Regions from separate parts of the Sus scrofa genome. Here region 1 is linked to region 2. The links are chromatin contacts, called in public promoter capture Hi-C maps. All regions are on one chromosome and are shown on one strand. Each heading gives the region's core, a stretch centred on a gene start, on an enhancer-like site or on the middle of the called end of the contact. The rest is flanking DNA. Distances are from core to core; before and after follow the strand shown. Region 1 holds the start of WASF1 (wiskott-Aldrich syndrome protein family member 1). Region 2 holds the start of ZBTB24 (zinc finger and BTB domain-containing protein 24).

The links. Promoter capture Hi-C pulls out the DNA fragments that hold promoters and counts their contacts.
Region 1: a contact with region 2 is called in a promoter capture Hi-C map of liver, with 3 times the contacts expected there. The contact joins the promoter of WASF1 here to the promoter of ZBTB24 in region 2. A contact is called at or near these places in 1 of 5 promoter capture datasets (liver) and 1 of 2 datasets of contacts at active chromatin or transcription factors (alveolar macrophages).

The regions. Positions count from the first base shown.
Region 1 is chr1:76,178,630-76,184,592 of Sscrofa11.1, reverse strand. WASF1 (wiskott-Aldrich syndrome protein family member 1) reads left to right here and starts at 4,258. Exons shown (of 9, transcript XM_021091110.1): 1 at 4,258-4,407. CDC40 (pre-mRNA-processing factor 17) reads right to left here and starts at 5,424. Exons shown (of 16, transcript XM_005652465.3): 1 at 5,179-5,424; 2 at 3,665-3,885. The coding sequence starts at 3,853.
Region 2 is chr1:75,545,523-75,551,666 of Sscrofa11.1, reverse strand. It overlaps ZBTB24 (zinc finger and BTB domain-containing protein 24), which reads left to right and starts at 2,872. Exons shown (of 6, transcript XR_002343809.1): 1 at 2,872-3,044; 2 at 3,830-4,813.

The DNA of each region.
Region 1 (5,963 bases), core at 3,009-5,508, 630 kb before region 2:
TTATGGTAATTATAACTAAATAATGCCACTGTACAATTAAATAATACAGTTCTACAATTGTATTATTAATAACCATTTCTCTCCATGGTGCAATGTAAGGTCTATAATGTCTTGTTTATCACATCACCTAGAATGGTGTAATGCCTATATTGAAGAATCAATAAGATGTAACAAATTGTGAGGACATATTTATATAGTTACACTGTTTTTTAACCAACTTATGCATTTTATATTTTACTTATTTTCAGAGGGTGTATTATTTTTGTTATTCTTACCAGTTAAGTTATTCTTTTTATTATGCTATATAAAATATTTAATGGTATTTAAGGCTTTCTTCTTTATAAATTTTAGTTGCATAATATACACAATTTTAATACAATGCTAATTTTTAAAGAAAAATTGAAATGTAATAGATAATACTAAATAGTAAAGATGAAAGCCATACAAAATGGGATAAAGTATAGAATAAATTTCCTATTTGTCTCAGCATATTTTCCATTCCACTTCTCCAGAGGGAGTCACTTAATCTGTTTCTTAAGATCCTTGATATAACAGTCTGTGTGAATGTAACTGTGTTTAAATATATGTATTTTATTCTGTAAAAAAAATAAAATAAAATTTCCAAAAAAAAAAAAAAAGAATTTTTAGAAGCTGAAAAATCAGAGAAAAACATGTCTCACTGGTAGCATTTTTTAGCCAAAAGAAATGTGGCATGGAGAAGTTTTTGTTTTTTGTTTGTTTGGTCTTTTCAGGGCCACACCCGTGGCATATGGAGGTTCCCAGGCTGGGGGTCGAAATAGGAGCCGTAGCCACTGGCCTACACCACAGCCATAACAATGCCAGATCTGAGCCACATATGCGACTTACACCACAGCTCCTGACAATGCCTATCCTTAACCCACTGAGGAAGGCCAGGGATTGAACCTGTGTCCTCATGGATACTAGTCAGATTCATTTCCGCTGAGACATGATGGGAACTCCAGAGGAGTTTTGATAGAATGGAAAGATCTGGAAGACAGATCTGACTCTGACTTATTAGCTCTGTGGTCTTGGATAATTCTTAACCCTTTTATCAGTTTCCCCTTTGATTAAATGGATACAGTAAAGTTTGTCTATTTCTAGACTCAAATGAGAACGTATGTTTAATGAGAAGCAAATATCATATGATATCACTTATATGTGGAATCTAAAAAAAGGTACAAATAAACTTATTTGCAGAACAAAAAAAAAAAAAAAGAAAAATTATAAGACTGAATGGTGGCAGCAGAAGAGGAAAGAGAAATTTGATAAATATTGCATCAAAATGAATAGGACCCATTACCCAATAGCAGGTGGGTGTTCAGAGAGAAAGAAGAGTCAAGAATCACTCCTGAGAGAAGTACGGAAGAATGAAGTAAGGCTGTGTCAGTAAAAATGGAGAGGGAGGAGTTGATTTGAGAGAAATCAATGAAGCAGAAAAGTTAGAACCAGTTGAATGACTAGCTTCAGGGAAGCTAGAAGAAGGAAGAGAAGAGGAAGACCCCTTTGTTCTTGGCTTTACTAATGGATGAGTTGTGGGATCATTAATCAAAATGGAAAAAACACATGAAGTAGATCCTAAGGGAAGGAGAATGTTAATTTTTTAGCACATTGAATCGGAGGTGCCTGGGAGCTACCCTGAAAGAGAAGGTCAATAGTTCTAAAGCTAGCAAGGAGTCTAGAATTGGATGAGGATAGTGTGCCTGGCACATGCTTTCTGATAAGTCTTTAATAACATGAACTAGGTACTAGTGTTATCCCTACCTTACAGGTGAGAAAAAACTTAGACACAGAGCACTTAAGTAATTTATCCAAGGTCCCTATCTGGGTAACTGCTGAAGCAGGATTTGAATATTGGCAGTCTTGATTCCAGAGCCTGTGCAAACCACTTCACAGTGTTGACATATGAGTCACCAGAAGCATCGCAGGTTGAAGGCCTGGAGAATATGAGGGGTACAAAGGGGCAGAAGGACAGTCGCTCAGGAAACAGATACTGAAAGGGAGGGCAGAAGATCAGGGGATTAGAAGACTGAGGATGTCCCCATAGAAGCGAAAGGGAGAGAAAATTTCAAAGAAGAGCTAGTAATAGTGTCACATGATATGGACATTCAAGTCAGACAACAGAACTTGACAATTGGAAGGCCAGTGACATTACTCAGGGACAGTAAGTTTCCCAAGAGGTTAGGGCTAGGCTGCACAGAGTTTAGGAGAAAATGTGTAAAGTGAGCGAGCTCCAAAAAAACCAAGCTGTCAAAGAATGAAGACTCAGGAGGTTGCTGGAGTGGTGTAAATTTAGGGATTTTGTTTTGCTATAAAGTAGGAGGATTTTAAGGTTTTTTTCAATACTCAATGTCCTTTAATAAGGAGTAAAATCCATATTTAGCTCACTAGAAACCTGTAAAAGACGTAAGTTATAACACTAGAGTTGGGAACACCTTAAATACAAAGGAATTTTTTCACACTGCTTCTCTTCACCACATCCTGCGTTCCTGATACCCCCATTAGGGTCTTCTGGGCCTATACTGCCAAGTGGTGGATGCTCTCCTCCAGCTCTACATACACCGACCTTTCCTCAGTTCTCCGAATACATTAAGCTCGTTGCCATTTCAAGGCTTGCTGTTTGTTTCCTCTGACAGGAAACTCTTTCCTTATTTTGCACTTGGCTGCCTCATTCTTGTTCTTCAAAGTCACTTTTCCAAGAGGACTTCCCTGACCAATCTATGGAAGTCATACTCCTACCTTATTCTCCATCACAAATTCTATTCATGGCACTCTATTTTTTTCCCTTCACAGTACTCAATCCAATCTGTAACCACTTAATCTACTCAGATTTTATTGGCTGTCTCTTGCACTAAAATGTATATACATCATGATGGCAAAGATGCTGTCCTCTGTGTCTTCAGCCCTTAGAACAGTTCCCGGCAAATAACATGTGTTAAACAAATATTTGCTAAGGGAAATATAACCCAATTTCTCCCTCTATCACCTTACTCAATTGGGATCATGCACACTGTTTCTTAAACCCAATGCCTTTTCTCACAGTCTTGACTTATATAGGCACTTTTATTAGATACCAGGCTCTCTGCTACAAGGTTTATTTGTATTATTTCACTTACTCGTCATAATAATCCTCTCATATAGATAGATGCTTTTAAAATTGTATCTCCATTGTGGTGAAGAAACAGAGGAGATTGTATAACTTGCCCAAGTTCACACAAGAGATGGAGCCTGGATCAGAACCTAGTTCCGACTTCAAAAACAAAACAAAGCCAGGTCACCGGTCACTATAACCAAGGACACATTCCCTAGTTTGGGAAGTCCTGATTTAGCTCTGTTTATGTTCTGAGGTTACGCCTACCCTATCCAGGCCACATCCTAATCCATAAATTTCAAATTTCACTTCTTCTCCCCACTTGCTTTCTGACGGCGGGAGGCAAGAGCAGGGAGTGGGGGACTGTCTTCAACTTCTAACTCCAGGCTTCTCCTGAGGAAGAGGCGAGTAGGGATAAGAGACTCAAGGGGTAGCAACTTACCCGTAAGGGCTGGGTGAGAACTGAGGAAGGTAATCTCAGGAATAACAAGCGACTTTCAGATTTTGGAACAAAACCGACAGTTCCCGCCCCGCATCAGTAGCCAAAACGCTTACCTTAACTGCCACCTCCGGAGCGGAGTCCACGGCTACCGCCAGAGAGGGCTTGGCCGAAGGCGATTTAGTCAAGTGCATGAGGGAGTCCGCGGCTGGCAGTGAACACCTTCCGCCCTCACTGTCCGAGTCCGATTCGGACCCTGAACCCGAACCATAGGAAGCGGCCAGAGCTGCAATCGCAGCCGACATGACGGCAACAGATACTCGGTGGAGTCCAGGCCCTGACGGAAGAAGGAGCAGCTTCAGGTCCTGATTGCCACGACACACATTATTTATTTCCTTTCCTAAAAAATCCTTTATGATACTTTAAAACAATCAATAAATAGGTTAATTAGTATTTGAACAAGCACAACAAAACTTGGAACTTGGGAGCATTTACTTAGGGAACTAGAGAGGGTTATAATGGCTTATAACTTTCAGGACCTATGTGGCGAAAAACTACGAGTTCCGACATACCTACTGGCCTCCAAGAGCTACACTCCCGGCGTGCAGCGCGGCAGGAAATGGGAGAGGCAGGGTGGGAACTGTAGTTTGGAGTGAGGGGGCGGGGCAGGGCGGGCAGGCCTTTCTTTGACCCCGCCCCTGAATGGTTGGTTCATTCCATTGGCTATCATCTTCCCTCATTCCCCGACCAAGCACTGTTCTCTCCGTCCCCCTCCCCCAAACTGAGGATTGGGTAATACCATAAAGCCTCAGGAAAGGGGGGGGGGGGAGAGACCGATATTCATTCCCTCCACTGATGGGTGAGTAGGTGGGGGTTGAGTTTCCCACCACAGCTGCACCTGGGACTGGGCGGGAGCTGAAGAGGAAAGTGAGAATCTTAAGTGGGAAGACCTTGACTGCCCGGGAATAGCTCCGGGTGGGAAAGATGGGGGATTAGGTGGCGAGAGTCCAGCGGATCCCCCCTGCTTCAGGTGCGGGTCCCCGCGTCCGGTTGTGGAGCGTCGCGCGCGGGGAGGGGGTGGGTGGGGGGCGGCGGCGGTTCGCGGTGTTGTTCGCTCTCGCGTCGAGCACACCGTGGGTCCGGCGGCCGGCGGGCGTCGCAGGCAGCGTTTTCCGTGGCCCGGTGCTTCGGCCGCTGCCCATAGCTGGTTCCATCCCGGAGCCTGACGCTCCTATAGGCTCTAGGTGGAGTCCTGGGAGCTCAGGCGGACCGGCGGCGCCGCCGAAGCATGAAGAAGGGGTAAGGCAAGAGCCCCTCAGGATTTCTTGGTGAGCGCGAGTCTCTCAGGAATTGTTTTTTTGAGGGGACAGGGTGCTGGGAGAGGAACTCTTCCTCACTGGTCAGGGCGGAGAGAGGTGTGCGTGGAGCGCTAGCCTGGCAAAGGTTACGGGGATGGGCGCGCCTCCCCCCGCGACGGCCTCCACCCCCGTTCGCGGGGTTCCCGAGCTACGGCCGCCCACCCGCCAGCCCGGCTGGGTACCGAGGGACACCGCGGCTGGCGGGCGCGCCCGGGTCTCGGTTGCGGGGACCTCCATGAGGCAGCTCTAGTCGGAGAGACTGCGGGTCTTACCTGAGGTGCCCCCGCGGCCCGCCCGGTTGCCTTCTCGCTCTGGGGGAGGCTGCGGCGCCGGGTGTCCGAGAAGCCGCGGTTGCTTTACGTGCCCCAGGCTCGGTAAAGCCAGCTGGTGCGTTTGCGTGTTTGCGCCGCGCGTCCGTGTCTAAAAGACACTACATAACGGTAATGCAAGCGAGGGGATCCGTTTCTCCACTGGAAGACGAGGCGAAGCGGGGCTATTGCTTCTGATGCCTGCTGTTGGGGAGGGGGTGGTGGTGCGTTGAGCGGAGTTAGGGAGCTGCTCACCCAGCGCCGTTGTCGGCAGGACTCGCCCATTGTGCCACTCGGATAATTATTCAACTCTGCAGCATCCATTGCACCTTTCCCATTTTTCTCTTCCCCTTGCTGTAGCATGCCCCCTAGCTTCGGTACTCTGACGCCTTCTCTCACTCACACTTGCGGATGATGAACTGGAATAATGGTGAAAAGAAAGCACATCTGACCTGAACATTCACTACCTGTCTGGTAGCAGATTAATTAACTAATCCCCAGCTAGACTAGATACTTTAATACGACTCAGTCTAATCCTGTCCTTCCTATGTAAAGTGTGCCTAGGATTCTATTTTCATTTTTTCCTTGGTGTTAGATTCACATAGTAGTAGTTAAGTCTTATATCTGTTGGGTAATTGATGTAATTGATTGACTGGTTTTTCATCCCGTCTAATGTTCTTAAATTTAATTTGTATTGGAGGTAACATTTTTCTAATTGTTGCTAGCACTGTATCGTAATTACAGATGCA
Region 2 (6,144 bases), core at 1,623-4,122:
CCCTCTGCCTCTACTCATGTCCCTCAAGAATCTACTTCTCATATAGCACCTAAGTAATCTTTAAATACATAAATCAGGTTCATCAGTCCCTTTTCACAATCTTCCAATGGCCTCTTAGCTCAGTCAAAATAAAATCCAAATTCCCAACTCTAAGTATATGTTAATTTTATGTGTCAATTTGAAGGGTGTTTTTGGATGATATTAAAATGTAAATCAGTAACCTCTGAGTAAGCAGATTGCCCTGCATAATGTGGGTGGGCCTTAGCTAATCAGTTGAAAAATGTGAATAGAACAGAAAGGTCAGCCTCCCTGAGCAACAGGGAATTCTCTAGCAGAGTGCTTTCGACTTCAACTGTCCCATCACTTTTTCTGGGTCTTGAGTCTGCTGGCCTACACTGCAGGTTTTAGACTTCCCAGCCTCCATAATTATGTGAGCCAATTTCTTATAATAAATCTAAATCTCACTATGTAGCCTATTGAATCTGTTTCTCTGGAGAACTTTTAATATAGCATAAAAGGCTTATAGAACTTCTCCACATCTTCTCCAATTCTTTCTTATCTGTTCCTTCTTTTTTTTGGATTGACTAAGGACTTTTTTTTTCTTTTTACAGACGTACCTGTGGCACATGGAAGTTCCAGGACTAGGGGTTGAATTGGAGCTGCAGCTGCAGGCCTACACCACAGCCATGGAACACCAGATCCAAGCCACATCTGCAACTTACACTGTGGCTTGCAGCAACACTGGACCCTTAACCCCCTGAGCAAGGCCAGGGATCAAACCTGCATCCTCATGGACACTACGTTGGGTTCTTGACCCTCTGAGCCACAGTGAGAACTCTGACTAAGGCCTGTTTTTTCTCCTCTAAAGGTTTTGAAGTTATGAATTCTATTGATATCCATGGAGTGGTTATCAGTATTCTTAACATGCATACTTAGTCTAAAGGTAATCAATATCTCTGTCCTTAAAACATTTAATACCCATCACCAGCTCCCATCTTAAGTGCTATTTGTATTCAATACTTTGGATCCAGTCTATTTGTTTACTATCCAAATTAGACATTTTACTTTCATAACCAATGTTTGTTTAGACTTTTCATTTTTTTCTCTCACCACTCCTTGTAACATCGCAGACTTTCCTCCTAGGGGTATTGTCCGTCCTAGAGTAGGATTTTCTGGTGGTAAATGATTTCACTTTTTGTTTGTCCAAAATCATTTTGATTTTTCCCTTGTTAAAGATAATTTTTCAATATACAAATATAAACAGATAATCCAAATAGGCCTGTATTGATAAGTTGAATCAAGAAATAATAACCTTCCAAAATAGAAAGCAGCAGGCTTAGATGGCTTCACTGGTGATTTCCACCAGACATTTAAAGAAGAGTATGCAAGACTGGGTCAACATTCAAATATCAATTAATATAATCCACTATATTAACAGGTTAAAGAAGAAAAATCCAACACCCACTCATGATAAAAATTCTCAGTGGAAATTCCTGTCGTCGCTCAGTGGAAATGAATCCAGCTAGTTTCCATCAAGATGCAGGTTTGATCCCTGGCCTTGCTCAGTGGGTTAAAGACCCAGTGTTGCAGTGAACTGTGGTATAGGTCGAAGACAAAGCTTGGAGCTGGCGTTGCTGTGGCGAACGCCAGCGGCTATAGCTCTGATTTGACCCCTGGCTTGGGAGCCTCCATGTGCCGCCCTAAACAAACAAAAAAACAAACAAACAAAAAAAACCTCCACAATATATCAGCACCCAAATGAAATGAACATTAAGGTATAAATCTAATATGTAAAATATATGAGGAAAACTGTAAAACTCTAATTAATGAAATCTAAGAACTAAATAAATGGAGAGACATTCAATGTTGTGAGTAGGAAGACTCGATATTGTCAAGATGATAGTTCTTTCCAATTTGATCTATATATTCAAAGCAATCCCAATCCCAATCCCAGTAAATTGTTTTGTGGATATCTACACAGTAGTAAAAATTTTAAAGAACCGGGGGTAATTTCAAAATTTTGGAGACTAGAGAGAGGACATGCTGGGCATCTGGAAGGGTGTGTTGAGGGGCATAACTTATAAACAATTAGATATTAATGAACCATAAATTGTGAGAAAATGCTGAAATAGTTGGAGAAAAAAGTAGAAGGGGACTAGATTTGGGTGGGGCTCATGGACCATATCCAGAAGCTTGGCCTCCATTAGGAGGGAACAAGGGAGCCAAAATGGGTTCTAAGCAGGGGAGTGATTCCAGTCTCTGGGTGTGACATGCCATGTATTGGAGGAAACAACCCTGCAACTAAGGCTTGTTAGAAAAGCTTAACAGTGTATTGAAGAAAGACGCTGAAAGTATGAAGAATAATCATAGTAGACATGAATTAAAACATTAAGCCCATGGCATACTTAATCTTGTCTGCCCCACCGCCACCCAGTGTTGGCACTGGTGTCAAGCTCTCCATTTTACAAGTAAGGCGAATATGGTAGAGAAGATAAGTCACTTGATCAAGACCCCTCAGTACCCAGATCTGTCTACAGCCTCTCTTCACTCCCTTGAACTAAGGCATTGGACTATGACGACGGTGAATGTACAGGCGCTTTCATTCATTCGTCACTTATTGGAGACCGAAAGCCAGCTTCAGCGTCCAGGAAAGGGAAGAGACAAAACTCATTAAGGTGTCAGTGAGCAGCTAACCGGATGTAAAACTTCCGTAGCTGCAGAGTGACAACAGCATTACCGCCCACCGTCCTCTACCCACTGTGAACACCAGACGCCCTCCCTGCGCCGCCTCCGGGGACCTCAGGCCCCGCCCCGCCCAGGGGCGCCCCTGCGGGCCACGTGGTGCGGCGTCCGCGCAGGCGGCTCCCGGCGCCGGCGCTTCCGGGTTGGCGGCGGCTGCGGCGCAGAGGTAGGAGCCGGGCGGCGCGGGGACGCCGGCGGCTGGCCAGGCGGAGCTGGGGGCCTGGGCCGGCCTGGCGCGAGTGCGCCTGCCAGGCCGCTGGGTGGGCCAGTCGCGATCCAGACCCCGCCGGACGTCCAGAGAGGTAGGTCCGCTACTGGCCCACCGTTGGTGGGCGCGGCATCCGCGTCCGTGTCGACCCTGCCCAGCTGGCCGCTCCTCGGTCCGGCCCGAGGGGCCCGGGTAGGAGATGCGGGAGTACCCGCGTCCCAGCGTCCCCTCGTCCCGCCCCCAGGTCGGCGGACCCAGGGCCCCGGGGAATTGCCCGCGCGCAGTCTGATAGCCCAACGTGGGCAATCCACGCCTCCCTTCCAAAGCGAAGCCGGATGTGCCTTACGTTATTACTACTCAATTGCTGCTACCCCCAAATTGACTTTGTACACATACATTTTCTTCGCCCTTTCCATTTTTGTTTCACAGACTAGCTAATAATATGTAAAGTCGAGACACTAGTTTTCATTCTGATATTTGTGCAACTATGGAAAGTTAGTGCAGGGTAGGACTTCAGAGACGATTGATCCGATTCCTTCATTTTACAGAAAAGAAAACAGACCCTGAGAGGTCCCGGGAACGTCGGAAGTTCACCCAGCTGGATAAGGGTTCAATAGGAACCCAAAGCTAAGTTTTTAAATAGACTTTTAAAAGTGATAAGTGGTAAAATTCAATTAACAAAGTGAAGTGACTCTAGGTTCCTTTGGGCTGGGATTAACCTGGTTAGACAATGTGTCCTGCCTTTTAAGCATTATTTTCTGAAGTTCTCTTGGGGTGTCTGCAGCAGCTTGGGTTGTTGCTGTGGCGTGGGTTCAATACCTGTCTTGGAAACTTCCACTGGCAAGGTGGAACAAAAAAACCTTTGTTTTCTTATTTCAGGCCAAATCCTTCTTGAGAGCCTAAAGAAAATGGCAGAAATATCATCAGAGCCTTCAGGGCAGCTTATTGTACACTCAGACACTCACAGTGACACTGTCCTGGCCAGTTTTGAGGACCAGAGGAAGAAAGGCTTTCTCTGTGACATTACTTTAATTGTGGAGAATGTGCATTTCCGGGCCCACAAAGCCTTACTGGCTGCCAGTAGTGAGTACTTCTCAATGATGTTTGCTGAAGAAGGAGAGATCGGCCAGTCCATTTATATGCTAGAAGGCATGGTTGCCGACACTTTTGGTATCCTGCTGGAATTTATCTACACAGGTTGTCTCCAGGCCAGTGAGAAAAGTACAGAACAAATCCTGGCTACTGCCCAGTTCTTAAAAGTCTATGACCTGGTAAAGGCTTACGCAGACTTTCAAAATAACCATAGCTCCCCAAAGCCAGCAACATTGAACACAGCTGGTGCTCCAGTGGTTGTCATTTCTAATAAGAAAAATGAGCCTCCAAAGCGGAAAAGGGGAAGACCAAGAAAAGTCAACAGTTTACAGGAGGGGAAGTCAGAACTGGCTGCAGAAGAAGAACTACAGCTGAGAGTGAACAATTCAGTTCAGAATAGAGCACACTTCATGGTTAAAGAGCTCGACAGTGGCGTACTGAGCGAACAGATTCCAGCAAAAGAATTGGAAGAATCTGAGCCGGCTTGTGAGCCAGGTAGAGGGGAGGAAATGCCAGCTGAAAAAGATGAGAACTGTGATCCCAAGAGCCAGGATGGGCAGGACAGCCAGAGTCGGTGTAGCAAGCGGAGGATTCGGAGGTCTGTCAAACTGAAGGATTACAAACTCGTTGGGGATGAAGATGACCAGGGTTCAGCCAGGAGGGTCTGTGGAAGGAGGAAGCGCCCTGGGGGCCCTGAGGCCCGTTGTAAAGATTGCGGCAAAGTGTTTAAGTACAACCACTTTTTAGCAATCCACCAGAGAAGCCACACGGGTAATTATGCTTTTGCAGCTCATTGGAATGTGTTTTGGAGAAGTAACAATAATAATAGCTTTCATTTATTGTGCAGTGTCTGTGATGGGCATTGTAATAAGGTATACATGTTATTGTATTGAATTCTCCCAGCAGTCCTGTGAAATAGGTGCTATTATCCCAACTGTGCAGATGAAGAGACTAAGTACTAGAAAGCTTAAAATACCTTGCCCAGGGCATCCACATAGTGACAGAACTGGGATTTGAACTCAGGGAGCCTGATTCCAGAATCTCTCTTCTTACTTGAAATTGTTGGTTCAAGGCTTAAATGTCCAGGAATCAAGTGCCAGCCACATTTAATCTGCCTAATGATTCTTTTTTTTTTCCTTTTCTTTTTAGGACCGCACCTGCATCATATGGACGTTCCCAGGCTAGGGGTCGATTCAGAGCTGCTGCTGCCGGTCTACACCACAACCACAGGAATGCCAGATCTGAGCCACATCTTCAACCTACACCACAGCACATGGCAACACTGAATCCTTAACCCACTGAGTGAGGCCAGGGATCGAACCTGCGTCCTCATGGATGCTCATCGGGTTCGTTACCACTGAGCCACAACAGAACTCCTGCCTTATGACTCTTCTTTTTTTCTTTTCTTTTTAGGGCCACACCTGTGGCATATGGCAGTTCCCAGGCAAGGGCTCAAATCAGAGCTGTAGGGCTCAGTGGAAACCGTCCCAACTAGTATCCATGAAGACATGCAATCAATCCCTGTCTTCACCCAGTGGGTTAAGGATCTGGCTTTGCCTTAGGATTCTTGAATTCCTCATCTTGACTGTAGCTGTATTTTTTCCCAGGTCTGTCTGGACAGCTCTCTCACTCAACCATCTAGCTGTAAACATCTCTTCCTTTATCATCCCTCTACCCAGTACTGGCCAGTAGACACTTTTGTGAGGATGGAAATGTACCATAGCTGCTCTGTCCATTATCGTGGCCACTAGCCACGTGGGTATTTTGCACACTTGACATGGCGAATGTAACTGAGGAACTGAGTATTTTACTTTATTTTAATTGATTTAAATGGTCACCCTATTGGACAGTGCAGCCTAAGGTGGCCAGAAATCGCTTCCTCCTTTGAGCCCTCTCTTAGGCACCTGACTCACTCTGCTTTGGGTCAGGCTGTGGTCATACACCTGTTATGTACCCCACAGCCTAACTAAGTTCAGGCCTAGGGACCGGTATGTAAGTCCTAGCATTTGGCGGCATCCAGTGCTGTGGCTCTCAGCCTGGCCGCCCTTGAGTCTCCTAGGGCGCTTCTAAAACCACAGAGCCTGGGTGCGAGCCCCAGAGCT